2 separate regions of the Anas platyrhynchos genome follow, and region 1 is linked to region 2. A link is a contact called in public Hi-C data. All regions are on one chromosome and are shown on one strand. The core of a region is the stretch at or near the end of the contact, and the rest is flanking DNA. Distances in the headings are between cores, read along the strand shown.

Evidence for each region. A called contact is a pair of places that touch in the nucleus more often than the background predicts.
Region 1: a Hi-C map of skeletal muscle shows a contact between it and region 2, with 1.8 times the contacts expected there. The contact joins the promoter of GGT7 here to the enhancer-like site in region 2. A contact is called at or near these places in 2 of 8 Hi-C or Micro-C datasets (skeletal muscle and subcutaneous adipose tissue).

The regions. Positions count from the first base shown.
Region 1 is chr21:9,754,575-9,761,232 of IASCAAS_PekinDuck_T2T, forward strand. It overlaps GGT7 (gamma-glutamyltransferase 7), which reads right to left and starts at 2,041. Exons shown (of 15, transcript XM_027473195.3): 1 at 1,779-2,041. The coding sequence starts at 1,995. RAB5IF (RAB5 interacting factor) reads right to left here. Exons shown (of 4, transcript XM_072026363.1): 4 at 6,400-6,658.
Region 2 is chr21:9,659,571-9,665,367 of IASCAAS_PekinDuck_T2T, forward strand. No RefSeq gene overlaps it. Among named protein-coding and RNA genes, the nearest start is that of TP53INP2, 5.6 kb to the right of the region's middle. Within about 2 kb of position 2,526, at least 5 of the 8 cell types and tissues checked have an H3K27ac peak or open chromatin away from gene starts, as enhancers often do.

The DNA of each region.
Region 1 (6,658 bases), core at 791-3,290, 95 kb after region 2:
AGGTAAAACCACCACACACGTGGACAGCGTGGCCATGATTTGGCAGGAAGGGGCTGGTCTGGAGCACAGAGGGCAAGAAGCATCCTGTGCAGTTAATGTGCAGGTGCCTGTCCCAGCACCCAGTGTTCCCCCTTCTTCCTTGCAAGAGAAGCCACCAAACCCTACTTGGCTTCCACAGGAGCTGTGGAGGAGGCCTGTTTTCTTGTGGGAACCGGCGCTGTGGGGACACAGGACCACCTTGGCTCAGGACATGCTGCGGTGGGGCCAGCAGAAGCCAGAGCTGTTTGCATGCCCCAGTGGGCGCTGCAACGTGGCACTCTGCAGTCCTTTGGGGTGGTTCTCCCCATCACCAACAGCACAACAGTGTACACCCCTGTTAGTGAGACCATCTGTGTGGCAGAAACCAAAGGTCTGGATTACCTCCCCTATGGGTTTGGCAGATGATGTGGCATGAAGAAGCATGGATGGCTTTTGCAACACACACACGATGTCAGATGAGTGCGAGGCTCCACGTGGCAGCACAGGAAATGCAGTTCTTCCAGGTGGCACCTGGGGACACCAAGTGCTCGGAGTGGAGACTTGCACCTGGCAGGACCCCTGCAGAGCCCAAACCACAAAAACCTCTGCTTGTGCCCCACACACAAAACAAGAGATCTCGTGCTACTCCTGCCATACTGCCCACGGCAACTTCACCTTGCAGGGTCCAGTCACAGGGGAGTACTGGGAGGAATGGGATGAGGACAATGAAAACCACTTGGACACAGTGAGATGAGGCCTAGGACACGGTACGAGTGGCGCTGACATCCACCTGCAGGTTATCGAGCAGTCCAGGAGCTGCATGCACTTGGCTGCGGAGCAATTTGTGACCAATTATTGTCACTCCTCAGACCCCAAATCCTGCTCCCTCAGCAAATGGGTCAGAGCAGGAGCAGGCCCTGGGACTAACGAAACCAGGGGCAGTGAACTGCAGTCAGTGGTGCTACACAGGGAAGAGCTCAGGGCTTGTGGTAGAGTTACCGGGGAATCTTAGGCAGCGAAGGCCTATGTTGCTTGTGGAAACATGACATGGAGCAGAAAAAAAAATACTCTGGACTATTTACAAGAAAGCAATAAAATAAAAACAGGCAAAAATGTTTTCTCAAGGATGAAAGGTACACCTGGCTTTATTAAAATCATGCATCTGGCAGGAAGGAGTGCTAGCTCTTTGCCCAAGTCCTTGTATCTGCTGCTAACACCAACTTCCAGGGCAGTCCCAGTGCCTGCTACTCCAGGCATGGCCCAGCAAGAGCAATGAGGGGCTCTGCAAGGACTGGGAAAAATAAGGAGGTGGGAGCCCAGCAAGCTCCTGCGTGCTGTGTACAGCACCAAGGCCAGGAAGGTACCACTCAGCCCCCCTGGAGCACATGGCCGAGGCAGACAGGACGAGCAACACCAGCTGTTTGCAGTGGGAAAGGCTGAAATGTGGATGCGAGCTGTGAAATGAATGAGACGGAGCCGTGGTTTGATGGCATCCCCCACGCCGATCCGCTCTGCCCGGGCAGCGAGGCGGCAACGTGCGGCAGCCCCCAGGGCCCTGGGGTCGCCGTGGCTCGGCCGTGCCGCCCGCAGCTCGGAGGGGAACGCGGGGGGAGACGGCAGCGAGCCCGGGGAGGCCGCGAGGGAGCGGGCGGGGGGGGAGGTGGGTGGGTGCCGGGTTGACCTGGCGGCCCTGGCACGGCGCGGGGTTGGGGGGCGCCGCGGGGGCCGGGAGCATGCGGGGCCGGGCCGCCGCCCCTCACCCGTGTCCTGCTCGCCCAGGAACGCGTCCTCCTCCTTCCGGGCTCGGAGGCCGCCCTCGGCCGCTCCGCCCGCCTCCTCCTCGGGCAGGCGAGGGAAGCTGGTGATGCTCATGTAGTCCACGGGGGAGTAGGCGCCCAGGGCGCGCTGCCGGCCCCCCCCCGCCGCCGCCGACTCCGCTTCAACCGCGGGCCCCGCCGCGCCCCCCGGTGCCGCCATCCCGCCCGGCTCCGCGCTGCCGGAAAGGGCCGGGCCCCGCCGGGCTCCGCTCAGAGGCGGCTCCGCAGCGCCCCCAGCCCCCGGGCCCCGCCTGACGAGACCCGGGAAGGGCCCGGAGCGGCCTCCGTGCGCCCCCCGGCGAGGGAGCGAGGCCGGGCCAGAGCTCAGAGAGGGGGTGTGCTGCTTCAGGGGCTGACCTAAAAAACAGCGATAAATTGACCATAAATAATACATAAATAAATAAATAAGTCTTCCATTGGAGGTGGAAGAGGTCGCTTCGCTCTGGGCTGACCAAAGCACTGTGCTAATGAGTTCCCTGTGCCCCCATGCCGACGCGGGGCTGTCTCAGCTTGATGCGTGGTGCTTGGCTGCTGAATCTGCAGAATTCAGCCTTTGCCCTGGTTAATCCTGGACAGCTGCTGCTTTTGTAAGCAGAACACGTTGCGTGATGACGGGCTGTTGGCCCTGGGAAGTCCCCCGGGGTACGTGCCCCATTTGCCTCCAAGGAGCTAGCTAATGCCCCCTGCCCTTCTCAGGCTCAAGCACACGAGGATCTCTCCTGGCTTGCTCAACGCTCCCTCATGCAGACAGATGCACACCTAACCATTGCTGGGGCAGGGGTTTTGCTCATGCAGAGGGGATGATGGGCACAACCAGATAAAGGCTCACGGGAGGATTGTTTGGCTTTTGGAAGCCCCTCTCAGCCTGCTTTGTTTTCACAGATCTCTCCAGTCTTCCCATCCCCAGGAGTTGGAGGGGGTCCCTTCCCCACCACAGCATCTCCTCCAAGGCTGGGAACTTCGTGCATACTGCATCCTCCTACGCTCACTGGCCTGATAAAGTATTAACAGACATCTTGAAATTCAACACCCTAGGAAGTAGAATCATAGAATATCCCAAGTTGGAAGGGACCCACAGGGATCATCAAGTCCAACTCCTGGCACCACACAGGTCTACCCAAAAACGCAGACCATATGACCAAGAGCATAGTCTAAATGCTTCTTAAACTCCCAACAGGCTTGGTGTCATGACTGCATCCCTGGGGATCCTGTTCCAGTGTGTGACCACCCTCTCAGTGAAGAGCTTTTTCCTGATATCCAGCCTGAACCTCCCCTGTTGCAGCTTGACTCCATTCCCTCAGGTCCTATCACTGGTCACTGAAGAGAAGAGATCAGTGCCTGCCCCTCCACTCCCCCTCATGAGGAATCTGCAGACTGTGATGAAGTCTCCCCTCAGCCTCCTCTTTTCCAGGTTGAACAGGCCAAGTGACCTCAGCTGCTCCTCGTACGCCTTCCCCTCTAGGCCCTTCACCGTGTTAGTAACCCCGCTGTCCCAGAAGTTCTCAGTGTCATCACCAGTTGTCTGGTCTGAGACATGATTTAACAGTGCTTGAAGACACAGCTCTACTTCACGCTTCTTGGGTTTTCTTGACCCTGCTTGGCCCAGACCAACCCAACTCTAGCCCCTACTAGTCTTATGTTTGCTGGTGAACCACACCAAATAATTTCTGTCACCTGCATATGGCTGAATCCCAGCAAGCTGCAAGCACAGCCTTTGGAAGCTTGGAAATCAATCTGGGAAGATGCAGATGACACCTCCGTGGAGCAGACAGAGACTCTGAAACCTCATCGGTGTGCTCCATCCTCAAGAGACACTGTTTGATTTAAGGACATCCCAAGCTCCATTAAACAAAGTGATGTCCGTAAAATTCCTTTGCTGGACCAAAACTACAGATAACAAACATACCCCATGCTGTGTACTCAGCCGTAACTGCTGCAGAGCTACACCACACTGACAGCAGCTGTTACAGCTAGGGTCAGACAGCTCTAGAAAGACCACCAAAAACTTCTCTGCCAATTCCACACAAGATCCTTGCCTCACAATCAAGTCAGGGAATACCTTCCTCGTGCTCCTTCCTGCCAGGGACCCACAGCTTTTTGCTGAGAGCCAAACTGATATTCCTACAGTGCTGCATCCAGCAGCGAATTTCACAGAGCCTGCAAAGAGTACAGCCTCCTCTCTGCACCATCATGTGGACCCTGAAGGATGTGGCCTCCTGATGGAACTGTGTCCCAACAGCTGCAGCTTGCACAACTTAGCTCTCTGACTTCTTTTCTCCACTGGTCACAGCTCCACGGCAGCAGACTCCCACCAGCCATCAGCTTAATCACCAACTCTTCAAGGAGCAGGAAGAGCAAAGCAAGCATGCTCATGGTGCCAGTACCAAAATTGCTGAGCACAACGGTGCTGCCCAAACCCACTGCACTGCCTCATCCCAGCTGTTGCTGTTTTTCATACTGCCACCTTCATGTTTTCTCCTAGACCATTCCTCTGTCAGTCACCTGAGGCTCTGCAAAAATACCTTGTTTTTACAGTGCTCATCACTGAAGGATGCTCAGCTCCACTCTGTAGGCTGCCCCTTCCCCTTGGGCTTCTCGAAGTTGACCTCCCTTCTTTCAGGGCAGATGCCATGAGTTTAGTTCTCTTAGAGACCAGCACTAGAGGAACTTGCTTCCAGCCACTGAGGTACTCCTTAAAGCAGAAACCTTAAGAGGTTAAAAACTTGCCATTTAGCAACTGCAGTCACCAACAGAAATTACCAGGAGCTTCGAGGAGATCCAAAAACCAATGTCTTTTCCACGTGGTCACAGTCCTCAACAGAGGATCCTCCTCAGCTCAGGCTGGCAGCTTCTGTCCAACATAATAGTAGAGAACTGCAAAGACCAAGAAACTTAGCTGGTGGGGCTGTGAGCAACTGAGGAAAAGGCAGATAAGCAACCCTCCTGTTTTCCACTCTTTCACTCTGCAGGTTTTACAATGGTGCTTGAAGTCATGCCCTGGACCTGACAGGGACATGCTGCAGTGCAGCTCTGCCATGCTTGTGCGTCGCCATGCAGGGGCTGAAGAGGCAGAAGAGCTTATACAGAGGCAACACGTGGCTTAACCTTAATCACCCATTAAAGCATGGATATAAGCATTAGCTACCTACTTACACAAGAAATGTTTCTAACCACTTTTGAAAGCATTGCAGTCAAGCCTACAATAAAAGAGACCTAAGAATCCCAGAGAACCGCTAGCTAAAGTATTTATCAAAGTTAAAACTCCTAATGGAATCCCACACTCCCAACATTTTGCAGAACTTCAAAGACCAGAGCATACAGAAGCTCCACAGTGGATTATTCAGGCCACATTTATTACAGCATTTCAAGTATACAGTGATGTTACTGGTGGCTGAGAACAGCTAAGATGCAAACAATGCCAGTAGCAAAGGGTGACCTAGAACCAGCAGGCTATGTATCTTGTGGGAGATTAATGCTTTCTTGTGGGAGATTAATGCTTTCTTTTCCTCTTATTTCAGCTGAAAGCATCAGACTGAAAGGTTGAGCAAGTTTGGGGATGGGGAGATCAAATATAGACATTTTTGTTTGAGATCATTTAAATTAGCAACTTTCACATAGCAGAAGCTGTCTGCTATTGCATTTTTCCCTCTGCATGCCAAGGATCTAAGATAGCCAGGTGTGTCTTTTTCACCAAAAACAGACACCATTTTCCCTGGTAAGCATGGAGGCCTGCACAGGTGGGTGATTCTGAATCCCTAGCTCAGCACTTGGAGAATTAGATCCCTGACTTTACATAGTCACATGTGAGAACCGAGCTGTTGGACTTCTGCCAACAAGGAAGTAACACAGACTTTCACCAAAAGCACACCAAAACTATTAACTCCTTACTATAAGGCACCTCTAGGTCAGTACTCTTTTTGGGTACAGCATGTGCTGTTTAGAAAAACAAGGACTATGTGGCAGCTAGACTGCAAGGTCCTCTGACGAAAACAAGGACTGTGCATGCTTCCCAAGATCTATTTCTGAAATACAGGTCCTTACAAATATTTTAGAGCAGAGACTACTCCCCCATTGATGCACAAATTCCCACGGACTAGGGAAGAATTGCACTATGAAGTGACCAACGCAAAGAGCACCCCTTTAACCAGAGATAATGCACTACATATTGAATGCGCCTGATTTGCAAGCTAGTAATTCTGCTTTTAAGATATTAGCTGCCTCAACTGTGTGTTAGTCTCTTGCATTAATTAGCACTGAGCATCTGAAGCCAGCTGAAATCAATTAAAAAAAATAGAATTTACATACATAGCATTAAAAGTGTACCTCCAGAATGACTGTTCTTCAAGATTGCTGAGCTCTGAGGTAAATGCTGACAACTTCATAGGCCAGCAGAATGCAGGGGTGTTTCCAAACCTCCCAAACACATCTCGCAAGTTAAACATTCATTAACCAAATTAATCACAACTCATTCTAGTGAAGTTGCTTAAAAATTTGTCTTTAGCAAAGACAACATTTCAGCATTTGAAAATTCTGGTGAACAAATCATCCACAAGTAAAACAAAACTTATTAGAAATGGTAACGACACAGTCTGTTTAATCAAATCAGGTTTGATTACTACAGAACATGCTGAGGACAGCCACTGAACTCATATCCTGGATGCTGCAGTGCCTTCCTCCCACGTACCCTACAATCACTTTTTAAAAACCGTCTGTCTAAAGGACAACAAATGGAAGACAAGTCAGATGTAATGACAATTTCAAACGAAGGAGCATACATACATTAAATTAACAGATACAACCTTCAGCATACAGGCGTTTGATAC
Region 2 (5,797 bases), core at 1,276-3,775:
CCTTCAGATGAGACCAGGAAAGCTCACTGAAATGAAACTTCTGTGTTTGGCCCACCTGGGAAGAGAGGTGGCAGAACTGCTTGGGAGGCTATTGCTTGGACCTGGGAATGCTGATGCAGGGCTAGGTGAAGGACATGGTATGGCTGTGACCCCTCCCAAGAGCCCCCCGTGCCTGACTCCATCCCCCTGCTATGGATCAGCCCCCAACAACCTCCTTGCTTGCTCTCCTTGCTTGGGTGGGCTTGCAGGGGGGCATGAGCCCTGCGAACCCTTGCACCTGGCATAGTGCGTCCCCTCCTGCTCCCAACCTCACCTCTCCGGCCCCTTCTCATGGTGGTATGCACGGGTAAGGGCAGGGAGGGAGGGGCTGGTGCTTTTTGTGAGAGCTAATCTACAGCACCATGACACGGTGTTTATGAAAGAAGTGATTAACCGTGTGGGCAGAGCCCCGCGGCCCAGCGGATCAAGGAAGGTCTGGTCACCGGGCGTGTTTGTGTCGCTGACCTTGCAAAACCAGCTTCCTCGGTGGCCGAAACTGCAGCTGGAGATGAGGAAGAAATCGGGGGCAGCGGTGCTGTCAGGTGAAGCACCTCTTCATAACCCCTGTGCACTCTGTGTCAGAGATGCCTGGCAAAGTATTTACCTCGGATCTGTGAATAAAGCACGCTGACAACCCCAGCTGATGGGGCCAGCCTCGTGCTACAGGTGTGACCTGCTCACAAGACCGACCCGATGGCAGCAGGCAGGCTGGGACCCGCAGCACGTGCGGGGCTCCAGTGAGCCCTGAGGACCTCGAGGGCTCTTGGGCTTATTTCAAGGAGACTCGCCTACCACATTTCAAAGCCTCCACACCAAGACCTGTCAGACACATTTTCTGCCATTGTCTCATTCCTCATCCTTAGGGGGAGGTTTTGTTTCTTAATCCGAGGAGCTAACAACCAGAAATCACCAAATCTCAGGAAGGGGCAGAGCTGTGGGATGCCGGTGCCCAGACGGAGCCGCAGGCCCAGGCCCAGGGCTGCCCGTCCCCTGCCCCGAGAGCCACAGCCCCGGGTCACCACATTGAGCATTGCGGGGCGAGGCTCTTGCCCCTGAGGTACCACTGCCGGGTAGAGCTTTTACAGTGCTGTAAAGTGCTGGAAAACTGCAGGGTTTCCCAGTCGGTGCTGTGAATGGAGCTGAACGCCCTGCCCTGGAGAGGAGCCCTGCCTGCGGGCCCTGCGGGTGGTGACCTGCCAGCTTGCTCCGTGCTGAGCTGGGGCAACCAGGCCCCCTCGGGGCACGTCTGTCTGCGAGGGGTGCTCAGCTGCATGCCAGGCTGCCCGCACTGCAGCTGGGGGCCTGGACTGGTTTTGTCTATATTTAGTGCATTTTTCAGATAACCCTCTTGTGCTATTTTTGGGCTGTGTGCTGACTTATGGCCCTTGCTCGCTCTCGTGCTCTGATGCATCACAGGTTCCAAGTTTTCAGCATTGTCCAATACCCAAATGTTTGGAAGGGGGTTGAAGAGAAGGCAAATGGGTTTTTGGGTCCTTTTATTAGTATTCAAAAAAAAATAAATAAATAAAATAGAGAGAGAGAGAGAGAGAAGAATGTTTTAAGCCCCCTTTTCTTCCTAGGGTTTTTCAGCAGAAATTCAAAGCCTGCCTGGCTCCACTGTCCCCAGAGCTGTTGGTGGGGCTGGGGTCTGGTGCACAGGAGGCAGCTGTGCAGCAGTGCCCCATCCAGCAGACTGAAGTGCTGTCTTCACCACAGTTGCTTAAAATGCATTGTGGCATGGCTTTGTATGCTTATTTCATTTAATACCAGTGCAACCAAGATAAATCAATTATCTTTGCTAAAGGTGAAGCAAAAACCTTTCTTCCAAAAATGCCATGAAAGGCCTTTACTGCTTTCCTTCCTTCCAAGGAGACTTTCAGTAGGAGCAGCAGAAACCTGGGCTTCAGGGTGTGGGGTAGCAGTACATCTGCTGCTTGGGTGGGTTTGGAATGAAGCTTTTCCTCCACATTCATCATGGAGAGGGCTCTGAGGGCCACACTGGGGCTTGGTCCCTGTGGGGGCAGCCTTTGAAAGCTGCTGGGGCTGGGCTGGGTGACAGCCACACTGGGTGGGAGCTCTCAGCTGGCAGGGCAGGGGTGTCTGCCAAGGCCCAGTGGAAAAGCCTGGGAGCAGAACCCTTCCAAGCAGCCCATGATGTACGCTTTTTAAGGTCAGCGCCTCGGAAAGCTCTGTGCTGGGGCAGATCACAGCCCCAGGTGCAAACTGACAGGCACAGATGCTGGGTCACCCTCTTGGGGCCATTAAAGCTCGCTGCCAAGCCAGACCTCTCTGAGGTCTCCAACAGCATCTGCGGCATGCAAGGCTGTGGGGAGCAGGCGCCCAGCGTCGCTGGGGGATGGTGCAGTGCTGCTGCAAGCAGAGACATGGACATGTCCCAGGCATGAGCACTGCGGGTTCAGCCCAGCACTGAGCCCTGGGATGATGAACCCAGGCAGATCCAGGCCAAGCAAACACTGTTCATGTGCTTCAGCCATGCCTTGTGCTTGATCTGCAGCCAGGATGTGAATGGACTGCGACAGTCAGCGACCCACACCACGATCAGGGGCTGCATGTATTTGTTTAAAAACTCCTGTGTGTGTGAAAGGTTTTGGGATGGTGCCCAGACAGCAAAGACTCGCCCCTGTCCTCTGGTACCCTCCAGTCTGGAGCCCCATCACCAATGTCACTGTGACCCTGCCTCCCCTCCCAGCTCCCCGCAGAGAGGTGCTGAGGTTCTGCCTGGCCTCACTCATCTGGGGGAGGGTTTTTGAAAGGCCTGGGAGGCCGCCAAGGCTTTTGCTCCTCTGCCAGCAAGCTCCATGGTGTCAATTCCCTCCCCATCCCTGCGGTAACACAAGCTGTGCCTGGCAGGGCTGGCCCAGGGCTGGCAGCACCCAGGCACCCAGGAAAGGCCAGCGCTGTCCCCAGACAGGACAAAGGTGAGAGACGAGACTGGGACTCAGCCCTCCTGCTGAGTGTCCTTCATTTCTCCCAACCCCTCTGTGACCTGTGGGTGTCGCAGCCCTGCGACTGTCAGCTCTTGTCAGGCACAAGCTGCACCGTGCTGGGATGGGACATTTTTCCATGGAGGCCCTGGTGTGACCGTGACCCGTGGTGCTACTCCCCCAGTGCCTTCACATGGCCTTGGGGACAACCCTGGAAGCACAACTGGCCCTGGGAGCACAGAGGATGGAGCAGAGTGGCCGTGCCGCAGGCGGCTGCACCCCCTGGCACTGCAGTATATGGCCGTGCTGCTCTGCGGGTGCCAGCCCCATCTGGGATGTGGCCCCGACTTTCTCACCATGGTTGAGCTGCTGAGGTGGGTGTGGGGAGGATGGGGCATCTATAGCTGCCCTCCCGTACTGGGAGCTCTCTTGGCTTTAAGCCCTGGGTGGCACCGGGGGCACAGACACATTTCTCTGTGAGCAGCAGGCAGAGGAGATCTCCTGTCCTGGTGTCCCTCTGTCTCTGTGGGTAGCTGTGCTGTTAGGCTCCAAAGACTTTGCTCAGTGCTAGCATAAGGCCTTTACTGCAGCCACAGGAGCTCATCGAGGAGGAAAGTCCCCACAAGGGGAGCTTGCTCCAGGCTCACCATCAGCTCCCCAGGTCCGTCCCCCACTTTTCACACCTGGCTGCACAATCTTGATCAAGAAGCACATAAAAAGCTGCTAAACAGGGTCCCCAGACCAAAGCACTCTGCACAAAGAGAACCTCACTGACCTGCTCATGGGCAGCACATGGAAAAATTGCCCCATGTCTGCTCCGTCCTTCACTTGTTGCCCACAGACAGCAGCTGCCCTGAGTGTTGCAGGCTGAAGATGGTACGGAAATAGTGAAGGTGAAGTCACTGCAAGGACAGACATCAGCACAGCTGAGGAGCCTGGGCACTGCCTGGAACAGATCCTCCCAGTTTGTTATTTAAAGATCAGGGTTGATCTGAGTGCTGGATAAACATCCCCTGTCCCAGGGACCTGCTGCAGCACCAGCCCTGTAGAGTGCAGGAAAGTCACCACTGAGGAAGAGGAGCAGGTGATCCAGAATGCCCAAAGGAACAGCTTTGTGTCCATGCCAGAGCTGGGCCATGGCACCACGGCACCATGGTGCCACGGCGGTGGCCAGAGCAGTGTCCCCTGTGGCCAGCAGCTGGGGGAAGGCACGGTGTGGCTCTGTGCTGAGGGGTGGGGGGCCAAAGGGAAGGGGCAAGCCTGGATCACAGCAGCAAAGCGAACTGCTGCTGCGGGACATACCGCTCAGCCCACGCTCAGCCCTCGCCGAGCAGGCAAGGCTGGGCACGCACAGAAGAGCGATTTCCTCACCTTTAATTCTCCCAGCCCTAGGAATGGAAGACTGAGGCTTCATTTTATTTGCTCTTAACTGTCCTGGCTTGAATTCGAGTGTCGGTAGCTCCTGCCTCCTGGGACAGCGAGTGATTTAAAATAAACTGGTGCACACCAGTGAGCAGGCTGAGCTGACGGATGGGCCAGCAAGCTCTCGGTGCCCGCCACAAGCATGCGGGTGCTGCTGCCAAGAGGCGTCCTCCACGGACACTGCTGCTGCGCGTCCTGGCCCAGAGGCACCCTCTCCTCAGTGTGAGTGCCTCTCGGTCACAGCCCCAGGGCTCCAGCTCGGACAGGCAAGCCACGAGCAAATCCATGCTGAAATTCCAGCAGGGCAGCCTGGCCAGACGGCCGGGGCTTTGCTTTTTGTTTGGCTCAGCCCCGTTCTTCACTCCTGCCTTGTTAGGACCAAGCTTCTCCTGCCTGGCTGGGTCCAGCTCTCAGCTCAGCGCCGTTCTCCAGCTTGCCCAGCATCCAAAACCTCATTGTGCACAAGACGAATATGTGGCTAGAGTCAAAAGAGACAGAAACGCTGTTCTGCAACAGCTGACTGTTGCAGGTTGCTGGATTGACCCAAGCTGGAGGTGCAGAGGCAGCCCCATGAAATCCTGGCCTGACCTACCCTTGCCCAGTGGCTGCAGCACAGCACGGCCAGGCTGGGACCCTGCCCAGGGTCAGCTTGGCAGGATTTGGCCCTGACATTAACGAGGCCCAGCAGGGTGGGCAGGGGCCTGGCACCCAGGAGGGCAGGATGCGGGGCTCCTGTCCCCGAGTACAGCACGTCCTGGAGCTGCTGCACTTCACCAGGTGGCTCCTTAGGAAGGGATGGGCACCTCCTGCACTCAGGCTGTGGGCACTGGGGGCATGGCTCCCTTTCCCACAGGGACAGCAGCCTGCAGCTGCAGTGTCACCTTCCAGGCTGGGAGATGTCAGCAGCACGGCTCTGTTTGCAGGTGGCTCTGTCCCTCGTCACTTCTGATGCTACTTTGTGACACGGAGCTGGGCCTGAGAGTTCCCCCTCAGCCTTGTCCTCCCAGTCCTCCCCAGGAGCAAGGACCTGGGAAGGCAAAATTTCCCAGCTACTTTCCTACCACCCAAAATGATTTTACCAAGGCTGGAGGGAAAATATTGCTCGCTTCCCCTCCGGGCTGCTGCTGTTACCAACCCACCTTCCCTGGACGAGCGCCAGTGCAGCCATCGGACACCTCATCCGTGCAGGCAGCGCCCCTGGCTGAGGCACACACCCCAAAACTGCCTCGAGGAGAATTGCTGGGCTCATCGTGACAGCTCCCGTTTCCTCCTGTCCCAAAGCCAAGCAAGAAGCCAGTAGAAAACAAGACGTCAATCAAACAGGCACTGAGTCAGAGAACTCCCGGCCAGGGTCAGGCGGGGATGCTCGCGGGGACGTCCTGGCAGGGGGT